4 separate regions of the Mus musculus genome follow, and all the other regions are linked to region 1. A link is a contact called in public HiChIP or PLAC-seq and promoter capture Hi-C data. All regions are on one chromosome and are shown on one strand. The core of a region is the stretch at or near the end of the contact, and the rest is flanking DNA. Distances in the headings are between cores, read along the strand shown.

The links. HiChIP or PLAC-seq counts read pairs in DNA pulled down with a chosen protein or histone mark. Capture Hi-C pulls out chosen DNA fragments and counts their contacts.
Region 2: a contact with region 1 is called in an HNF4G HiChIP or PLAC-seq map of pancreatic cancer cells. The contact joins the promoter of Zfp3 here to the promoter of Elp5 in region 1. A contact is called at or near these places in 5 of 115 datasets of contacts at active chromatin or transcription factors (bone marrow-derived macrophages, large pre-B cells, memory CD8 T cells and 2 more).
Region 3: an HNF4G HiChIP or PLAC-seq map of pancreatic cancer cells shows a contact between it and region 1. The contact joins the promoter of Rnf227 here to the promoter of Elp5 in region 1. A contact is called at or near these places in 1 of 39 promoter capture datasets (neural stem cells) and 2 of 115 datasets of contacts at active chromatin or transcription factors (bone marrow-derived macrophages and pancreatic cancer cells).
Region 4: a contact with region 1 is called in a promoter capture Hi-C map of adipose tissue. The contact joins the promoter of Mink1 here to the promoter of Elp5 in region 1. A contact is called at or near these places in 2 of 39 promoter capture datasets (hippocampal neurons and liver), 2 of 115 datasets of contacts at active chromatin or transcription factors (bone marrow-derived macrophages and pancreatic cancer cells) and 1 of 9 other capture datasets (adipose tissue).

The regions. Positions count from the first base shown.
Region 1 is chr11:69,979,898-69,982,703 of GRCm38.p6, forward strand. It overlaps Elp5 (elongator acetyltransferase complex subunit 5), which reads right to left and starts at 1,338. Exons shown (of 9, transcript NM_018740.2): 1 at 1,310-1,338; 2 at 317-665; 3 at 102-162; 4 at 1-13. The coding sequence starts at 362. It overlaps Ctdnep1 (CTD nuclear envelope phosphatase 1), which reads left to right and starts at 1,271. Exons shown (of 8, transcript NM_026017.2): 1 at 1,271-1,688. The coding sequence starts at 1,587.
Region 2 is chr11:70,763,096-70,765,901 of GRCm38.p6, forward strand. It overlaps Zfp3 (zinc finger protein 3), which reads left to right and starts at 1,352. Exons shown (of 2, transcript NM_177565.3): 1 at 1,352-1,454.
Region 3 is chr11:69,339,468-69,342,273 of GRCm38.p6, forward strand. It overlaps Rnf227 (ring finger protein 227), which reads left to right and starts at 1,329. Exons shown (of 2, transcript NR_027827.2): 1 at 1,329-1,591; 2 at 1,692-2,806.
Region 4 is chr11:70,561,456-70,564,261 of GRCm38.p6, forward strand. It overlaps Mink1 (misshapen-like kinase 1 (zebrafish)), which reads left to right and starts at 1,426. Exons shown (of 33, transcript NM_001045964.1): 1 at 1,426-1,671. The coding sequence starts at 1,615.

The sequences.
Region 1 (2,806 bases), core at 88-2,587:
GACCTGCTCCCCACTAAGGCAGAGATGAAGGAAATATATTGAAGAGTGGGGGTACCGGCTCCCTTTCCGGGAAGGAGAGGAGAAACTGTGGGCTAACTCACCGAAGTGCAGATTTCTTGATAAGAGCCTTCAGGAGACTACGCCCTTCCCACTCCACGGAATCTGGGGAGAGCCAAGGATGGGTGAGACCTACTGAGCCCTCAGGGCTCCGACCACGACTTCCACCCCTAGCTGGGTATCCATCCCCAGCGGGTCCTCCAGGCTCCCGCTCCTTCAGCCAAGCCCAAGGCTACCACCGCATGCCTTGATCCCTCACCTCGCAAAAGCACCAAACCACCGATGGCCAACAACGAGTCCAGCATCTCTGACGCCTCAGGACGCCTTCTGATGTCGTCACCACCGAGGAGGCGGGGCACTTACGATTGCTTCCAACCTTAAAGGACCGCAAAGTCCGGAAAGAGGAGCCTGGTTTTTTTATGCTCCGTATTCTCAGGGGGCTTACACGGAGGGGCCGCTCCAGAGTCTCTGTACACAGTCCTAGAGACAACATCCTTAATCTACTCTTGCACCATGACTGGAGCCAGAAGGGCCGTTGGAACAGTTATCAGTGGGATGGGGACAAGGACAGAGGTCTCACGAGCTCCAATCCCGAAGAAGGTTCGAACCTGGGAATAAATGATGTCACTCGGCCCCGCCCACACGGCGCCTGGCTTCTCTCCAGGTCCCGCCCCGCAGTAACCTAGTGCGCGTGCGTAACGCTGCACCCCGGGGTCAGAGCAGAGAGCTTTCCTTAACTTTCCCCTCCCTCCTCAGAATGAATTGAGGGAAACAGCAATCCCGGGGAAGTGAATACACGTCACTACCGGAAGTAATGTCAGAGGGGAAGAGGAGGAGGGAAGAGAGGAGGGAGCCCTTTGGGCGGTAAAATGGCGCCTGTCAGAGTGGGAAGCCTAGCTGCAGAGGCTGCAGCCCCGCTCCTCAGCGGCTAAGCGATCCTGACCTCGGGGAGGGGGAGGCCACTCCGGCCCAGCGATCCGTGCCCTTCGGCTCCCCCTCCCCCTCCTCCCCAGCTCCTGCGCCCAGGGGGCCCCCGAGAATCGCCGCGGCCCACCGCGCGCCGCCGCCGCCCCCGCCCGCCCCCTTCCCGGGGCAGACCCCTAGCGCGCCTGCGCAGAAGGCCACCCTTCGCTTCCCCCTTCCCCTCCCATCTCCCTCCCTCCCTTTTCCCTAGCCCCCTCCCCCACTGCCCCCTCCCCCAATTCTCCATCCCCTTCCCTCCTGGTCTCAGAGGACCCTGTCCTAGCCCGACCTGTTTCGGCCTGCAGCCCACGCGAAGTCGTCGGTGCCACTTCCCGCTCATGTGGGCCCCCGCGGGCTGCCCACGCCAGTCCCCCAGTTCCCGGTTCCGCTGGGCTTTCCCTTCGCTGGGGGTGGCTTTCTAAGCCACCCACTCCGTGCTCATCTCTGCAGCCTCTCCTGCCGCTCGGGGCCCCCGTTCCCCCTCCCTGCGGCGGGGGGCTGCCCCCGGGGGGCTGGCGGAGCTGGGCCGCGGGGGCCCCGGGGCCGGCGGTGCCGGGGTCATCGGGATGATGCGGACGCAGTGTCTGCTGGGGCTGCGCACGTTCGTGGCCTTCGCCGCCAAGCTCTGGAGCTTCTTTATTTACCTTTTGCGGAGGCAGATCCGCACGGTGAGTTTGCTTGGGTGCTGCCAGTGGTGGGGTCCTCTGTCCGCGGTGCTCGCGGAATTTTGGATAGTGCTGGGCCTCTGCTTTGGGCCTAGGAAGGGAGCCTTGGCCAGAGCTTTACCCGCTGGAGAAGTAGGACACCTTTAAGCAAGGTTCAGCCCTTAATAAAAGAACCATGATTTTTACTGGGTTTGCTTTCTTTCTTAATCTGCCTAAATGGGATAGGATTTGGCAGTTCTCGGGGGCTAGAATGGTGCTCTCCTTACGAAAGCTAGAGTTGTTGCTAAAGAAAGAAGAGGCCGGGAACACCTGTTTGCTGGTAGCCAGAACTATTGATATGGGCTTTGGAAAGACCCTCCTGTTGAAAGTCAGACTCCTTTGTCAGTGGTGTGGGTGGGTAGAAGGGCATATGGAGCAGGAATTGGAACTTGAGGAAAAGCCTTGGGTGTGAAGGAGCTCCTCCAAAAAGGCTCTGGAATTCTCTAGCTTGTGTGTATGGGCTTATTATTAAGACCCTGGGACAGAAAACGATGCTTTTCCAATAGGCATCTTTAGTTGTCAGATGCACATTAAAGTTGGGTGTCTCATTAGACAAGCTGGCTGTTAGCTGGAGAGCTTGCATCTGAAGGTGGGCATGTTTCTCCAGGCGACTCTAGCGATTATGAAGGGATACTTGGAGTGTAGAGACTGTTTGGATGAACCCAGGTATCTCTGGGTTCTCTCCCTCAAGCTTTTCTCCAAGGTAAACATTGTTTCAGCTACCATTCCTCCCCGCCGCCCCTGCCCCCAGCCCTGGCTGTCCTGGAACTCACTTTGTAGACCAGGCTGGCCTCGAACTCAGAAATCCACCTGCCTCTGCCTCCCCAGTGCTGGTATCAAAGGCGTGCGCCATCACGCCTGGCTTACCATCACTTCTTAATGAACATGCCCTCTGGAGTAAATCTCCTGAAGTCAGATTCTGGGGGGAAATGACTGAGTAGCATGCAGGCTTTGGCAGCCCAGGTCAGAATTCCCAGAAGGACCTTGGTGGTTCTGGTAGAAGAGGTGACTGAGGTGGCTTGGACTTCAGTTCCTTCTCTAGCAGTCTGTTTATTTCTTCCACTTCCTGCTTTAGGGTGAGG
Region 2 (2,806 bases), core at 102-2,601, 780 kb after region 1:
ACTAGAGAAGTTGGTGTTTTCTTGCTCAGGTTTAGTTATTCCCTCCCTGTGCCCCCATCTCTCCCTTTGGGAATAGTCATGTGTATTCTGCACTGTTATATTTTGGAGCATCGGGATTACAGTTGCTCATGGGCTCTGGGGATTCGAACTCAGGTCCTTCCACTGCATGGCAAGTGCTTTAACTCCATGAGTCATCTCCCCAGCCCTTACCTCAGAACTAGTTACTCAAAACTAGTTACCCCCCCTGCCTTTTCTTCAAATGTCTTGTTTTTATTTCATTTATTTATTTTGTTTAACAGTACTAGGGGTTGAATTTAGGGCCTACCTAGCACATTCCAGGCAAGTGCTCGACCTCTAAGCCACACCCCCAGCCTCCTTTGCCTTTTCTCGGTTCAGATCTCCTTGTTTAGGTCTATTACAAAGACCATGGCTTCAGAAAAGACCTGATTCCTTACAAATGTTGCTTCAAACTGCACCACCTTCCCAGATAGCAACTGGAAGGAAGGACTGTTCAGTCTTATTTGTATCTAATGTTCACCTCTGGACCAGTCAGAAGGAAGGGGATAATGTGATTAGTCAAGCCAGGGCCACCACTGAGCATAATTAATTCAAGGCCAGTCCTAACTGCCTCAACCTCTCCCTCCCCCACACAGAGATCTACTTCACTGGGCTTGGTTGCTCACTTCAGCAGTTGGAAGGCTGAGGCAGGAGGATCACCACATTCATAGTCACATACGTGCTGTGCTAAAAGACCAAATTTATTCAAGAAGAGAGAAAGGCCAGCAAATAGTGCAGTTCCCATTGCCTGCGGAAAACGGAAATCACACTCAACCTTGAGTTTTTTGTCAAAGCATCACTCCCTGAAGCCTTCCTGACCTCAAAGCAGGCCTCCCCTCCCCCCTCGCTCCTAGAAGATGACAGGCGCACCCTAAATCTAGGAACCGGAGTTGACAGACTCTTGGAAAGCGGGAGGTGAGGCACAAACGCGGCTGCTCGACACGTCCCCGCGGGAAGCGTGGCGGAGTTTCGAGTTTTCCAGCCCACGGAAACGTCAGGGGCGCGCAGAGCGGCTGCTGCGGGGCGGAAGTGCATCCCCGGGGCCCGTCTAGGAAACCGGGAGGACCCTGCGCGTCAGTGGTCAAGGGACACAGTGGGTTTCGCGAGGTGCATGGGACATTCCAGCTAGCCGACCGGCCCTGTCCGACCGGGCGAAGATGGGGTGAATGTGGGCGAGAACGGCAGACGGGAAAGCTGAGACGGGCATGGGGGCGTGGGCTCGCTGGCCACCTGTTCCTCCCGCGAGTGCGGCTCGCGCGGATTGGCCGCAGTGCGCCCGGTACCGGAAGTGGCCGGCGTGGGTCGCCCGTGACACCAGACAACAGCTGCGGTTCTGTGCGCGCCGCGGTGCAGCGCCTCGGGCCCGGCGGAGGGAGCGTGGGCGGCATCCGCCAGCGGTGAGGCCTCTCTGGTTCCGTCGTGCCCGGGGGAGGAGGGCGCGGGGCTCCCGGCCTGGAGCTGGAGTTCTGACTGTAGGCCCGCCCCTGACTCGGGTTTGCTGTGTGACCTTGGACTTTATGGCATCGGGGGCTCCTACTCATTTGCACACGGAGAGGGTGGAGCCTGGGCACTGTCAGGGGCCCGATCCTAATTCTGCTTGCAGGCCTTGTCAGCCAGGGAAACTGGAGAAGCAGGCTCCGACACGGGCATGCCAAAGACCTATGCCTATTTTTCTTCTCTCTCTCTCTCTCTCTCATTTCATTCTCTAAGTATACTGCTAGAACGAATAGCAGGCAAAAATTGGGGGCCCCGTGGCATGTTGTGACCTGTGCTGGCAGGCAGGACATTGGCTTACTAAGGTTAAAGAAAGATGATAGAATTGGGACTAAAGAGAAGACACAGTAGTTCTTGCTGCTCTTCCAGAAGACCCTAGTTTGGTTCCCAGAACTCAAATCAGGCGCCTCGTATCATCTGTAACTCATGTGCACACACATCTATAACTCTGTAGCAACACACAACTACACATAGTTAAGAATAATAATAATAATCATAAATGAGACTGAATTGAGCACAGAATTGACAGAGTTCCCTTGATCCTGGATACCAAAGGAGGAAGATAAATAGTGTCTTGGGAGAAAGAACTTTTCTTGTTGTTGCCTTAGTTTGACTTTTTTTTTTTTTTTTGAGATAGGGTCTCCCTACATATCTCTGGCTAGTCTTGAACTCACTAGGTAGATCAGGTTGACTTAAGACTTTCAGAGATCCATCTGCTTCTGTCTTCCATGTGCTGATATTAAAGGTGTGGGTCATCGTGCTCGGCTAAGAACTTATTTTTATAAAACGTTGATACCAGTTATCTGTCAGACACTGCTCTGGTCTCTTTAGGGACAATGGTGAATGGAATCTTCAATTAACCTTTAAAACAACTGCAGACATTCACCCAGATAGCTCAGAAACCTCACTTAATGTTTTCCAGGTATCAGAAATGTGCTAAGCACTGAGGTTAACAAGATGAGTAGAATGTCATCCTTGGTCACATTGTAGAACAGTGGTGCTCAGCCTGTGAGGTGCAACCCCTCTGAGACTTGAATATCCCCTTTACAATATATACACTACCACTCGTAATGGCAAAATTATAATTATGAAGACGCAATGAAAATAATTTTATGGTCGGAGGTCACCACAACGTGTGTACTATGGGGTTGAAGTGGCACTAGGAAGGTTGAGAACCGCTGCCCTAGAGAAAAGCAAATGCATAATGCGGTGGCATGATGTCTGCATGAAGAAGTAACGCTTGTTGGGGCCTGCA
Region 3 (2,806 bases), core at 79-2,578, 640 kb before region 1:
AAACACAAGCTCTTTCCATCCTTACTATTATTACCCACACTTTGTAGATGAAGAAATCAAGGCCCAGAGAAATGAAGTAACTTGTCTGTGGGTGTCACAACTAGGATTTGTTCTTGAGCCAGCTGTGTCAAGACTGTGTTATTATCCTCCGCAACAGAGCCTGGGTTCGAGAGGCTGAGGAGGCAGCTTGGGTGTGGGTGCCACACCGTGAGGGAATGTGGGCTGTGAGTACCACGTCCTGTTTACCTGTGGGAGAAGTCAGACCCCTGAGTCAGAAGTCACGCAGAGCTGCTTCGTTTCCACCATCATGCTGTGTGGGTGTCCAAGTCTGGATACTCCGGAAGGAAAAGATTCCCAGCATTCCTAAGGCCATGCTCCTGGAATCTAGGTCCCTCCTTGTGCTGAGGTGTTAGCTGGACTCAAACTCTCAGAGGGGGTAGGGGGAGGAATTTGAGGGAGCCAGCCTTCCAAAGAACCCAAGAGGCCATGTATAAAAAGGAGAGGCGAGGGCAGAGTGAATTATGGCTGGGCACAATCCAAACATCCAGAAGACCAATTAAAACTGGGCAGAACCAACAGTAAACCTGGCATATGTTGCCTGTTTGTGAGGGGAAGGGCAGGAGGGGATTGTGAAAGAGTATGAACATGTGACAAATAGGCCAACAGGGCCATATAGACTTGTGCTAGTGACTGTGTGCAAGAGGAGACCTGGACACCTGCATCAGGTAGGTTTAAGTGACAGCGCTAGTGTTTTGCTGGGGGTGAGGAGTCCGCCATGGAGGCTGTGGGTGGAGCGTGCCCCCCTCTTCCCTCGGGTAATTCTGGCATTGTCCTGGGCATTCAGCCCGCTGCATCCCCACTCGCAAGTCCAGCCTCGCGCCTCTGCCGCCCCAACGCGTGCCTCGGAAGGGAGCGGCCCATCTGCGCGTGACGCCTCGAGGGCGGGGCCTCACTATTAAAAGGGGACAGAGGCGGCGGCGCGGGCCCCAGGCCCCTGCCCTGGCCCAAGGAGGGCTCATTCGTTCTGTATCCTAGCCGCCTAGAGATCGAAGCCCTCGGGCCACGGTGACCACGATGCAGCTCTTGATGAGAGTGCCCTCTCTTCCCGAGCTGGGTGAGCTGGACTGCAACATCTGTTTCCGACCCTACAACCTCGGGGCCCGTGCGCCCCGCCGCCTGCCTGGCACGGCGCGCGCCCGCTGCGGCCACACGCTGTGCACAGCTTGCCTGCGCGAGCTGGCAGCGCGGGGCGACGGCAGCCGCACGGCCGCGCGCGTGGTGCGCCTGCGCCGCGCTGTCACGTGCCCGTTCTGCCGCGCGCCTTCCCCGCTCCCGCGCGGCGGCGTCACGGAGATCGCGCTAGACCCTGTCTTGTGGTCACGGCTGGAGGAAAAAGCCCGGGCTGAGCGTGAAGGAGACCCGATGGGGAGCCCGGCCAAAGACAGCGGAGAGGATGGAGAGGACGACGACGGGGAAGCGGAGAGCGAGAAGGGGGCGGGACCTCCAAGTGCGGGTTGGCGCGCGCTTCGCCGAATTTTGGACAGGGTCCTGGCGCCGGCACGCCGCTTGCGGCGTCCGTTGCCTAGCAATGGTGAGGGGCGGCCTAGGGAGGATACTGGGTACATTGCACCGAAGAATGCTGGGTCAAGTTGCATCCTCCTGTTGCCACTAACCCTTCTTCTTTCCTCCAGTGCTCTACTGTCCAGAGGTCAAGGACATTGCCCACATGACCCGTTGTACGCTGTAACCAAGGAACCCCAGAGCTATGGCAGAAAGCAGGTGGGAGCAGCATCCTCAGGCGTGCTCTGACACAAAAGGTTGATGTCAAGACTACCTGGAAATCAAGGCTGATGCTGGAATTGGTACATGCGTGATGGAGATGGAGCTCAACAGAAAGGACCCTAGATGGTGTGGATTCTGAGCGGCGAAGGCTCCTAGACTGTGCCAGCATTATATTTTCAGGATGGAGTGGCCAAGGGATAATAGAAACAAAGCCTACCATAATGTAGGAAGAAAAAAAAAATAACAAAGCTTTGGCGTTTGTTCAGAGTCTGTGGTGTAAGCAAAGGATCCAATTTTAGCAGTGGTCTGTGGTTGACAATGTGTACTGTGGAAAAAAGGACAGGACAGGGGATAAGCTAATTTATATGTCATGTCAATCTCACTTATCTGGTTGTGTTTGCTGGCATGCCATCTTCCCACTCTTGTTACCGTGCTCCAGCAATTACTGAGTTGACTCCCTGCTTATGATTGGGAATCTTGCATATACAACCTCCCTTCAGCTGGATAGGGCAGGTATGAAAACATCCAAGGGGCATTTATTTACATGAGGCCTTATTAAAGGCTTATCAAAGATGGGTGAGCCATTTGATAAAGGAAGCAAAATTTAGGCCTTTGTTATCTTTACTGACTCTGTAGCAATACTGGGGAAAAGAAAAAAAAAGATGCTCACATAATTTTAATTTGTGTCCCATAATGGGACATTGTTTACTGTATGTAGTTAGTTCTATTCTAAAGTCCTGTAAATATCTTACTGTAGACTTAAAATCAAGACCAGCAGTGTTGGTTGGTCTCACAGCTTGCTAGAAATGCAGAATTTCAGGACCCCAGTCCACATTCCCCGGTAGTTTTAGAATCCCAGGTATGTGTATGTAAGTTAAGAATCACTGGTTTAGCTCTTAGTCACTCTGAGATGGCATCATCAGCTGTAGGTGGAACATTTAAAACACTAGTGACGCATTAAAGTGCCAAAGTGACATTCTTTTGAGAAAAATTTTTCTGAGCTACAAATGTGAATTTACAAGGC
Region 4 (2,806 bases), core at 176-2,675, 580 kb after region 1:
TTTATTAGAACATAAGACCAGAAAAGAAAAATATATATACATAAGGTCAAAGAAACAGCAGAATCTTGAAAGTCTTTGATATCACTACCCACAAGGCAGTGGGAGTCATCAAACGGTGTTTTTTTTTTTTTTTTTTTTTTTTCTCATTTTGTTTTTTTTTTTTTTCCCCCTGTCATTTTATAGTCCAGGCTAATAGAAAATGTAATCCTCCTGCCTCAGCTTCCTGAATGGTGGGGTTCAGAAAACCGTTTTAAACAGGACAATGATGCCAGATTTAAGTTTTAGAAAAAAAAATCACTTCTGGATAATGAAGAATTTAATCGAAGGTGCCAGGCAGAGAGGCCATGTGGGAAGGCCAAATGGGGATTGTGGCTTGCATATCAGGGGCAAGGTAAATGAGTCAGGAGAGTACCCGGAGCAAGTTTGAATGTGCACCCAAATGTGCCAAGAAGCCTCCAGAGAATTCAAGCTCACCTAAGCAATGTTTATATTCATTTTCAGAGGGAGTGTTAGTGTTGGAAGAGCTCTTGAAAACTCAGAACCTTCTCCCCTCAACTTCATAGAGAAAGAAAAGCCCAGAGGCAAATTTGCTTGCTCAGGGTCAGACAACACATTAGTCAGTGGCAGAACATGTCTGTCTATAGTTACAAAGCCTCACCCATCCTCTAGTGAGACTAACCGGCTGGAGGTGCTGTGCCAACAGGAGTAGATCTGAGGAGCTGGAAAAACATTTGAAGGGATTGGATACAGTTTCTTCTGCTTTACCACTAGCAACTCCAGGGATAGTTCTTTCCTGCAGAACACTGTGCTAAGAGAAGCAGATACAGACGTGTGCAGTAGGAGTGCCTATCTGCTCCCAACATCCCCACTCCAGCCTAGAAAGGGAGTAAAGGGCAGACAGTAGCCCCGTCCTTCCCTCCCACGTGGTTTCTCCAGCCAAGTTCTCACGGAGTGGCCCCTCCTTCAGCGGCTCCACTGTTACCATGGCAATTGGGTGGGTGGACAGCACGTCCTATCTAGAGGCCAGCAGCCCTCGCGTGGGGAGTTACCATAACAACCCCCCTAGTAATAGAGGGGGTTGGGTCCCGCCTCCCTTCCCCCGCAAATCGAGAGGTAGGTGGTTTGATTGGCAGCTGGGCACACGAAAGAGGGAAAGGGAAGAAAAGGAGTCAAATAAAGATCAACGAAGGAACTAGAGGAGAGGAGGCAACAATAATAAAAGGGGGAAAAGGAAGGGAAGGTGTATGCGCACGCGCACCAGCGGGTGGTCGCGCTCCTTCCACTCCAGGCTCTAGCGAGACTGGGTCCGCGCTCGCCCTCCGCCCGCTCTCCTGCGCCTGCGCGCAGGTGTCGGCGCCCCGCAGGAGGGGGCGCCCGGCGCGTTCGCGTCACGGTCGGCTCTGCGCGTGCGCAGGGCAGCCGGCGACTCGGGTTGCAGGCGCGCGGGTGAGAGCGCCTGTCAGCCGCTGGGTCGGTCCTCCCGCTGGCCCTCCCCCTCCCCGGCCTTCGGGGCAGGCGCGGTGGAGCCCGCCCCTCGAGTCCCCCGATGGGGGAGAAGCGGCGACGGCGGCAGCGGAGTGAGCGAGCCGGAGCGTGAGTGGCCCCGCGGCGGCCATGGGCGACCCAGCCCCCGCCCGCAGCCTGGACGACATCGACCTGTCTGCCCTGCGGGTGAGCACCACCCCAGCCTCGCGCCCGCGACCCCTGCCCTTACCCCGAGCTCTCGCCGCCCGGGGGTTCGCCCTCTGGAGATTCTGGGAGCCAGTTTGGTCCCCACCCTGTGCTGCCCTCCCCCACACTTGCGTGCCACCCCTACCTTGCTGCTGGGATCCGAGTCCCCTCCTTTATAGGCGTTTGAGGGTCACCTCTGGTGTCCCTAAACACAGCCCTGCATCACCTGCAGAGCCTTTCTTGTGTCCCCCCTCTCTCGGCCCTCATGTCTGCTTCCTCCACCTCCTCTTCTGGCTCCTGGAATTTTGACTTTGCAACTGCCTCAGCCTCCCCCTCATCCCTCGTTTTCTTCCTCGCCTACCCCTAAATTGCAAGTTGGGCGGATTTCACCTCCTCGCTCCACCCCACACACCTCCTACGTCTCCATCCCACGTTCACTTTCCCTATCCCTTTTCTCGTGTTTCAAGTGCAGCTTTTCAGACCCAGGCATTTCCGGTCTCGGGGTCCCTGAATATTACATTACTAACTCTGCAGCCGCGTGGGGCTGGGAGGACAGACAAGTGCACAGTGGGAGGAAGGGAAGCCTGGATTTCCTCGGAAACTCGGGCCGGAAGACGATGTTTACATACATGTACAAGCACACACACACACACACACAAACACACACGCACACACAACACGCTGCCTGAGGTCAGTAGGGAGGGAACTAGTGGGAGTGGAGGCAAAGGAGAGTTGGAGGGAGGGGTTCATTAGGGAAGCGGTTAAGAGGAAACAACTGTGTCAGGAATGCTTTCAAATAACCCATTTATTGTTCCACGTGGGGCACTTACTCTCTCTCCTCCCGGAATTTTCAGTTCAGCATTTGTAAGTGTTCTCTAGCGGGCAGCTTTGTCTTAAGGGCAACATAGAAATTTCAAGGTGAACCATTCCAGACTGTCTCCCAGGTGGTGTTTTGATTCCATGCCCGGTGAGCTTTCCCAACCGGCGGCGTAGGTGTAGCTAGAGCAGGATTCCCCACCTCATGCTTACCTTCTCAGAAGGTCTCTGTACACATTGGCTTCTGGCTTGTAAATTACCCAGGGAAAAGGCAGCCACCTCACAAGTGCCCCGGATATGACTGGAGGGGAGAGAGAAT